2 separate regions of the Mus musculus genome follow, and region 2 is linked to region 1. Evidence: chromatin contacts called from public HiChIP or PLAC-seq data. All regions are on one chromosome and are shown on one strand. The core of a region is the stretch at or near the end of the contact, and the rest is flanking DNA. Distances in the headings are between cores, read along the strand shown. Region 1 overlaps Slc25a33 (solute carrier family 25, member 33). Region 2 overlaps Gm13067 (a long non-coding RNA gene).

Region 1 (2,818 bases), core at 220-2,719:
AACACATGCATTTATCTGTTGCTAACCACCAGTGATATCACAACACTGTGAACACTTGGCTCTGAGGTGAGGCCACAGGCTTCCAGGAGACCAGGCTGGCCAGAAGCCTGAAGCACAATAGTTAAGAGGGGCAAGGGACTGGACACTCAGGAACATGGACATGTAGGACACACACAGCATTTTTGGAAACTACAAAGAACTGTCTCAATGCTTGGGCCAGAACTTAAGAGTTACCCTGGAAGTAACTGACCCTTGTCATAGGATTCTAGCAAGCACTTCAGAAGGCAGATGGACTGTGGTGACAGGAAACCCTCATCATGGGCACAAGAGGACGATGAACCAGGCAGGTTCCTCCTTCACCCTCCACGTATACCTCAGCCTTTCCCTCTCCCTCAGAGGAAGCTGGAGGGAAGATGAGCCTGCTAGTGTTTCCAGGGTTCACATTGCTGGGCCACACAGCACAATACAAGCAGTTCCTTAAACAGCCTGGGAGAGCCCAAATTTCTACTGGAAATTAGCATTCCTTCAAGAAGTATGAGTGTGGGTGACAGCCCACAGAAATAGTAGCTGTGGTCTTACACAAATAGAAACATTTTCCTGCCACATTCATTAGAACGTTAAAAGGCATTATTTAGTATACTTGGTGTTCTTTGGAAATTCACAGGTGTTGCTGGCCTGCTGAGAAATCTGATTTACATATAAAAGAATCATTATTACTGTATCACAAGTTCTTAAAATTTGATGAATTCATTTCAATTGGTTTCTATTTCCTTAAAACCTGGCTCTAGACAAGGGTAATAGGCCTAGGCCTGGGGAGGCTTGAGACAGCAAGACTGTAAATTTGAAGCAGCCTGAACTACACAGCAAGACCCTGTCTCAACAAAAAACAAAGTCCAAACATTTTGTAGGTTCCACCAGAATACTCAAGGAACACAAGAACTCCAGGTTAGATTCAGGACAGACACCAGAGACATCGGGGACTAGGTCCAAAGTGCCCTCGCTGGTGTCCTGGCTGGACAGCCAGGCCTCTGCGGAGTTTACAGCATCCCTCCTGACAGTGGGGCTCCACAAAGAGCCCCAGAGAGGAACACCCAGGAAGGAAGCTGGGACCATGGAGAGGCCCTTCTGTCCATCTTCCCTTGCTCTCTGGGGCTCCTCCCCCACAATGCTGTCAGGATAGATCTCAAATGACATTTCTGCATATGCATACAGGGCTCCTATTTCCCGTCCACAGCACAGCAGGACGACTCCGGGTACTGAAGGGACTGTTCACTTACTTGCGTTCTAGCTGCATCCTCGTTTTAACCATCCAAATAGGATTCATTAAGGTATTTGTGACAAAAGCTGGAGGGAAAAAACAGTCATCACTGATATAGCCAGTGTTTGCGAATGCAATCCCCATGCAGTGGCCCGCACGGCTGGGCGCAGAAGCAGTGGGTTAATTGCTCTCTGTCCGCGCCACAGCTGCCGCCGCCAAGCACAGTCCTTCTGGCCTCTAGGTGGTGCTATCACTTCGGTTCATTTCAATCCTAGGGCAAAAACTATCTGAAATTCCAACTTAGAAGCTGCAGATCCAGAGATAATTTGTTTTTAAACATGCTCATCAGTACTTATAGCTAACCCTGAATAAGGATGTTAAATCTTCCGTTACCTGAATTCAAACTTGGAAATTTAAGGACAAAAACATTAAAAGCCCATTGGCCCACAGGAATCATTTTGGTATGCCTTCAGCAGCATTTTAACACATTGGATCAGTCCCAAACCTCAATGCTCAGCCCTCCTCTAACAGCTAGTGTCCTCTACATATTAAATGAGGGCACTGGAGGGCACTGGCTTGAAAAGCTCCTTCAAGGTGTGCTTCCTTTACCCAGGGTGCCTCTGGGTTAATTTTACAAGCATTACAAAGCCGATTAACAGGGTCTGGATTACGGCTAATTCACCATGGCTCAATCTGATTTGGAATGGTACACTGTCCTTCTCGGGGCTCAGTATTAAGGGGAATCACTGTTCTTGTGTTAAGAAGTTTGCTTAATATTGCTTTTCTCTGACTAAAGATCATAACCTGGGTTAGTAATTTTATTGAGAGTAACAAAGGAAATTGGTGTGGACACGTTGCAGGCTGTTAACAGAAGGAAGAAATTCTAAAATGCTAATCTAAATTCTCTAAAAATTCTGTTAGATTCAAATGGACAGAAGCCTCTATGAAGAAGGGCAGAGGCTTCTCCTAGCAATTTAGGAGCCAGTGCTTTCTCACAAACACTCCCTGGGGCAAGCCCTGCCCTGAGCTCTGCAGTGCGGACTTCCTCAGAAGAAAACAGACCATCTGGAGGCATAAGGCCTTAGGTACAGCCTCAAGTACCACACAACACATAAAACCCTGATTCTTGCTGTGCAAGTGAGCTGTGCAGGGCAGATGCACCCCAGATACCTTGGGGAATCAGAAAGAAAGCAGCTCTCACTCCACATTACAACTCAATAGGGAAATCAGGAAGATGAAGAACAGAAAAGTAAAATTTGTTTATAAACTGCTAATAGTCATGTTCTACAAACTCCAATACAAAGCTTTAAAAATGGTTTTAGGGTCAAAAGAGGCAGGGAGTTAACATCTAATTCCTGGAAAGAAAAAAAAAAAAAAGAAAGCAAAACGAAACAACACTTGCTAGGGAACATACCTGCAGAGCCAGCTGAGAGAATGTGCACAGTATTGCTATTAGGCACGAAGATGCCATTGAATTGCTCTTTGGCTTTGGAATAACATGCAAAGTACACAGCCCTGGTAGGACAAAAAGAGAAAACCATTAAAGCATTACTGCACTTT
Region 2 (2,818 bases), core at 106-2,605, 290 kb after region 1:
GTCAACCTCAGTTACACGGTGAGCCCATGGGCAGCCTGGACCACGTGAGATCATGTCTCAAAAAGAAAAGGAAGGCTAAGCGTGGTGGGTGGCATAGGCCTTTAGTCCCGGCTCTTGGGAGGCAGAGGCAGGAGGATCTCATTGAGTTCAGACCCAGCCTGTTCTACATTTCCAGGTGCAGGACAGTCAGAACGAAAGAGAGAAGCCCTGTCTCAAACAAAACAAAACAATGTAACAAAATGTAACAAAGTGGAAAGGAAAGGGAAACCTGAGACCAGCAAGACGATTCAGGGACAAAACTGACTTCTGCAAGTCCTCTGATGTCCACACGTGGGCTTTATAAATGAGCATGTATGTGGGTGACTATGCTGCCCTGGCCGTCACTGGCTGACTATGCTGCCCTGGCCATCACTCTCTCCTCAATGCAGAGACCCTGGAGGGAGGGAGGATCTGTGTCCAGGGTTACCCCTGTGGCAAGGTGTGCTGCCCTTCAGGGAAGACGAGACATTGTGGAACAAAAGGCTGAGTGAGGTTTTCCATTGCTCACATTACAAATGAGAAAACTGAGGTTCAGGGAAGTTGAAGCTTTCAAAGGTCACCACGAAGCAGCTCAGTGGGTAGAAGGAGAGAAGTGACTCCCGAAAGCTGTCCTCTGATTGCCACACACTTCCAACCTGTCCTCTGACAGACAGACAGATACACACACACACTCACCCCACATAAAGTAATTAATCAGTTAATTAATTAATTATTTGTAAAAGGAGAGGAAGAGAGAAAGGAAGAAAACTAGGCTTGCCAGTACATGTCTGTCTTGTAAGCCCAGCTCTTGGGAGGCAGAGGCAGGAGGATCAGGAGTTCAAGGCCATCCTGAGCTGCACAGTGAATCTGAAGCCACCTGACATTTGAAACTATGTTTCAGGCTGGGCGTGGTGGCACATGCCTTTAATCCCAGCATTTGGGAGGCAGAGGCAGAGGCAGTGGAATTTCTGAGTTCAAGGCCAGCCTGGTCTACAGAGTGAGTTCCAGGACAGCCAGGACTACACAGAGAAACCCTGTCTCAAAAGAGAGAGAGAGAGAGAGAGAGAGAGAGAGAGAGAGAGAGAGAGAAGAAAAAAAGAAGGAAGGAAAGAAAGAAAACAGAAAGAAAGAAAAGAAAAAAAACCCATGTCTCAAAAAAATATTTTTTCTTCTGTTTTTAAGAAAAAAAGAAAGCAGGCTTAGAGTGAGTTAGGGGAAAGTTCATTTGACTCTTGGGAAGACAAGGCCTCATAGGAAGGACTTTCATAGAGGAATGATGTGGGCTGCCCTCCTGTATGAATCACTCCTGACTCTGTGTTGATCATGGACTCTGGTGAGCAAGGGTCGAGTGACACCAGGTAGGACACCAGGCAGTCACACAGTCAAGAGCAGTGGAGTGACTGGGAGATTAGAAACAACGCATGTGTCAGGAAGGTAGAGGAGTCCTGAGGCGGAGTGCTTTGGGTGGGGGCAGCAGGCTCGGCTGCTGGATGGGATAGCCTATGGTACGTGAGTATCTGGAGCCCTGGCAGGAGGAAGTTGCTGTCTTCAGAGCTGGGGTGGCCCCAGAGAAGTACCATGAATAAGTGGGGTACAGCTGGGACCTTAGCTTTGTGTGTGATGTTCCTCTACGCATCCTGGGACTTTGCACTGATAATTGAGTTGGAGGATAGGGCGTGACTTCAGGTGTTAATGTTACTGGGAGTCCTGAGTAGACAGGAATGTTAGGGAAGAGAATAATAGTGTAAGGGCCAAGCCCTGGTATCCTCCAGCTAGAAGAGAGAGGCAAGCAGAGGAGGAGCCCGCAGAAGAGACCCGTGAATGACAGGAGGCACTGCTGAGGGCCCTGAGGGTGATAACTGCAAAGACCAGGAGTCAGAGCTCCAAAGACCAGGAATCAATGTGCCGTCAGCCCTCCACATCAGAGGCTCCGAACCAATGGCTGGATGGATTGATAGGGGGATCCCTCAAGACATGGGCAAGATATAAATAGGATTTGTTGTTTGGGTTTTTTTTTTCTTCCTTCCTTTTTCCATTCTTTGCGTGTGTGTGTGTTCGTCTGTCTGCCTCTCTCTCTGTATGTGTGTATGTATACACATTTACATATGTGCAGGCACAAGTATGTGGGGTGTCCATGAGCGTAGGTGTGTGTATGTGCATGTGAGACCCCGAGGCTGGCATTGGGATTCACCCTCAAGGGCTTTTCCACCTTCGTCAATGAGGCAGGGCCTCTCAATCAAACCCAGAGCTCACCAGTGCAGCCAGTCTAGCTACCCAGATTACTCGGGAGGTCTCTTGTCTCTGCCTTCCAAGGCTGAACTTCAGGTGGGCCAACAAGTCCATGCAGCCTTTAGGTGGATTCTTGGGATCTGAACTCTGGACCCCATATTTAGGTAGCAGGTGCTTAATCACCAAGTTGTATCACAGCCTATGGGCTGTGGTGGTGCTGTTTTGTTTTGTTTTGTTTTGTTTTTTGAGACAGGGTCTTCTTATTTAGCCCAGGCTGGCCTGGAACTAAAGGTCCTTCTGTGTCAGAGTCTCATGTCCTGGGATTACAGGAACATTCCACCACACCAGGATTTGAAAGCAGCTTTAATGCTGCCTCCCTAACCCACTAGACATGAAATCAAGAATCACTCAGACTTGGGGGTCAGGGAAAGGCAGAGTCAGCACAGCAAGGTGAATGGCTGCTGGCCAGTGAGCTATCTGATCTGTAGACCCCATTGGTGGACGCCCTGGCCTCCACCATGAACTTCTTGCAGAAGTGGCTTCTAGTCCCCGCTTTCCGGATCCCATGCTA

Evidence for each region. HiChIP or PLAC-seq counts read pairs in DNA pulled down with a chosen protein or histone mark.
Region 2: a contact with region 1 is called in an H3K27ac HiChIP or PLAC-seq map of embryonic stem cells, with 7 read pairs. The contact joins two enhancer-like sites. A contact is called at or near these places in 8 of 39 promoter capture datasets (the 3T3-L1 cell line, the C10 cell line, cranial neural crest and 4 more), 4 of 484 Hi-C or Micro-C datasets (bone marrow-derived macrophages, embryonic stem cells, myocytes and 1 more), 7 of 115 datasets of contacts at active chromatin or transcription factors (bone marrow-derived macrophages, embryonic hindbrain, embryonic stem cells and 3 more) and 1 of 9 other capture datasets (embryonic stem cells).

What each region holds. Positions count from the first base shown.
Region 1 is chr4:149,751,127-149,753,944 of GRCm38.p6, forward strand. It overlaps Slc25a33 (solute carrier family 25, member 33), which reads right to left. Exons shown (of 7, transcript NM_027460.2): 4 at 2,673-2,773; 5 at 1,278-1,344. Among named protein-coding and RNA genes, the nearest start is that of Tmem201, 14 kb to the left of the region's middle. Within about 2 kb of position 1,470, at least 16 of the 459 cell types and tissues checked have an H3K27ac peak or open chromatin away from gene starts, as enhancers often do. A contact at or near this core is called in embryonic stem cells, where this site is marked.
Region 2 is chr4:150,040,161-150,042,978 of GRCm38.p6, forward strand. All of the region lies in intron 5 of Gm13067 (a long non-coding RNA gene), which reads left to right. Among named protein-coding and RNA genes, the nearest start is that of Gm13067, 12 kb to the left of the region's middle. Within about 2 kb of position 1,356, at least 19 of the 459 cell types and tissues checked have an H3K27ac peak or open chromatin away from gene starts, as enhancers often do. A contact at or near this core is called in embryonic stem cells, where this site is marked.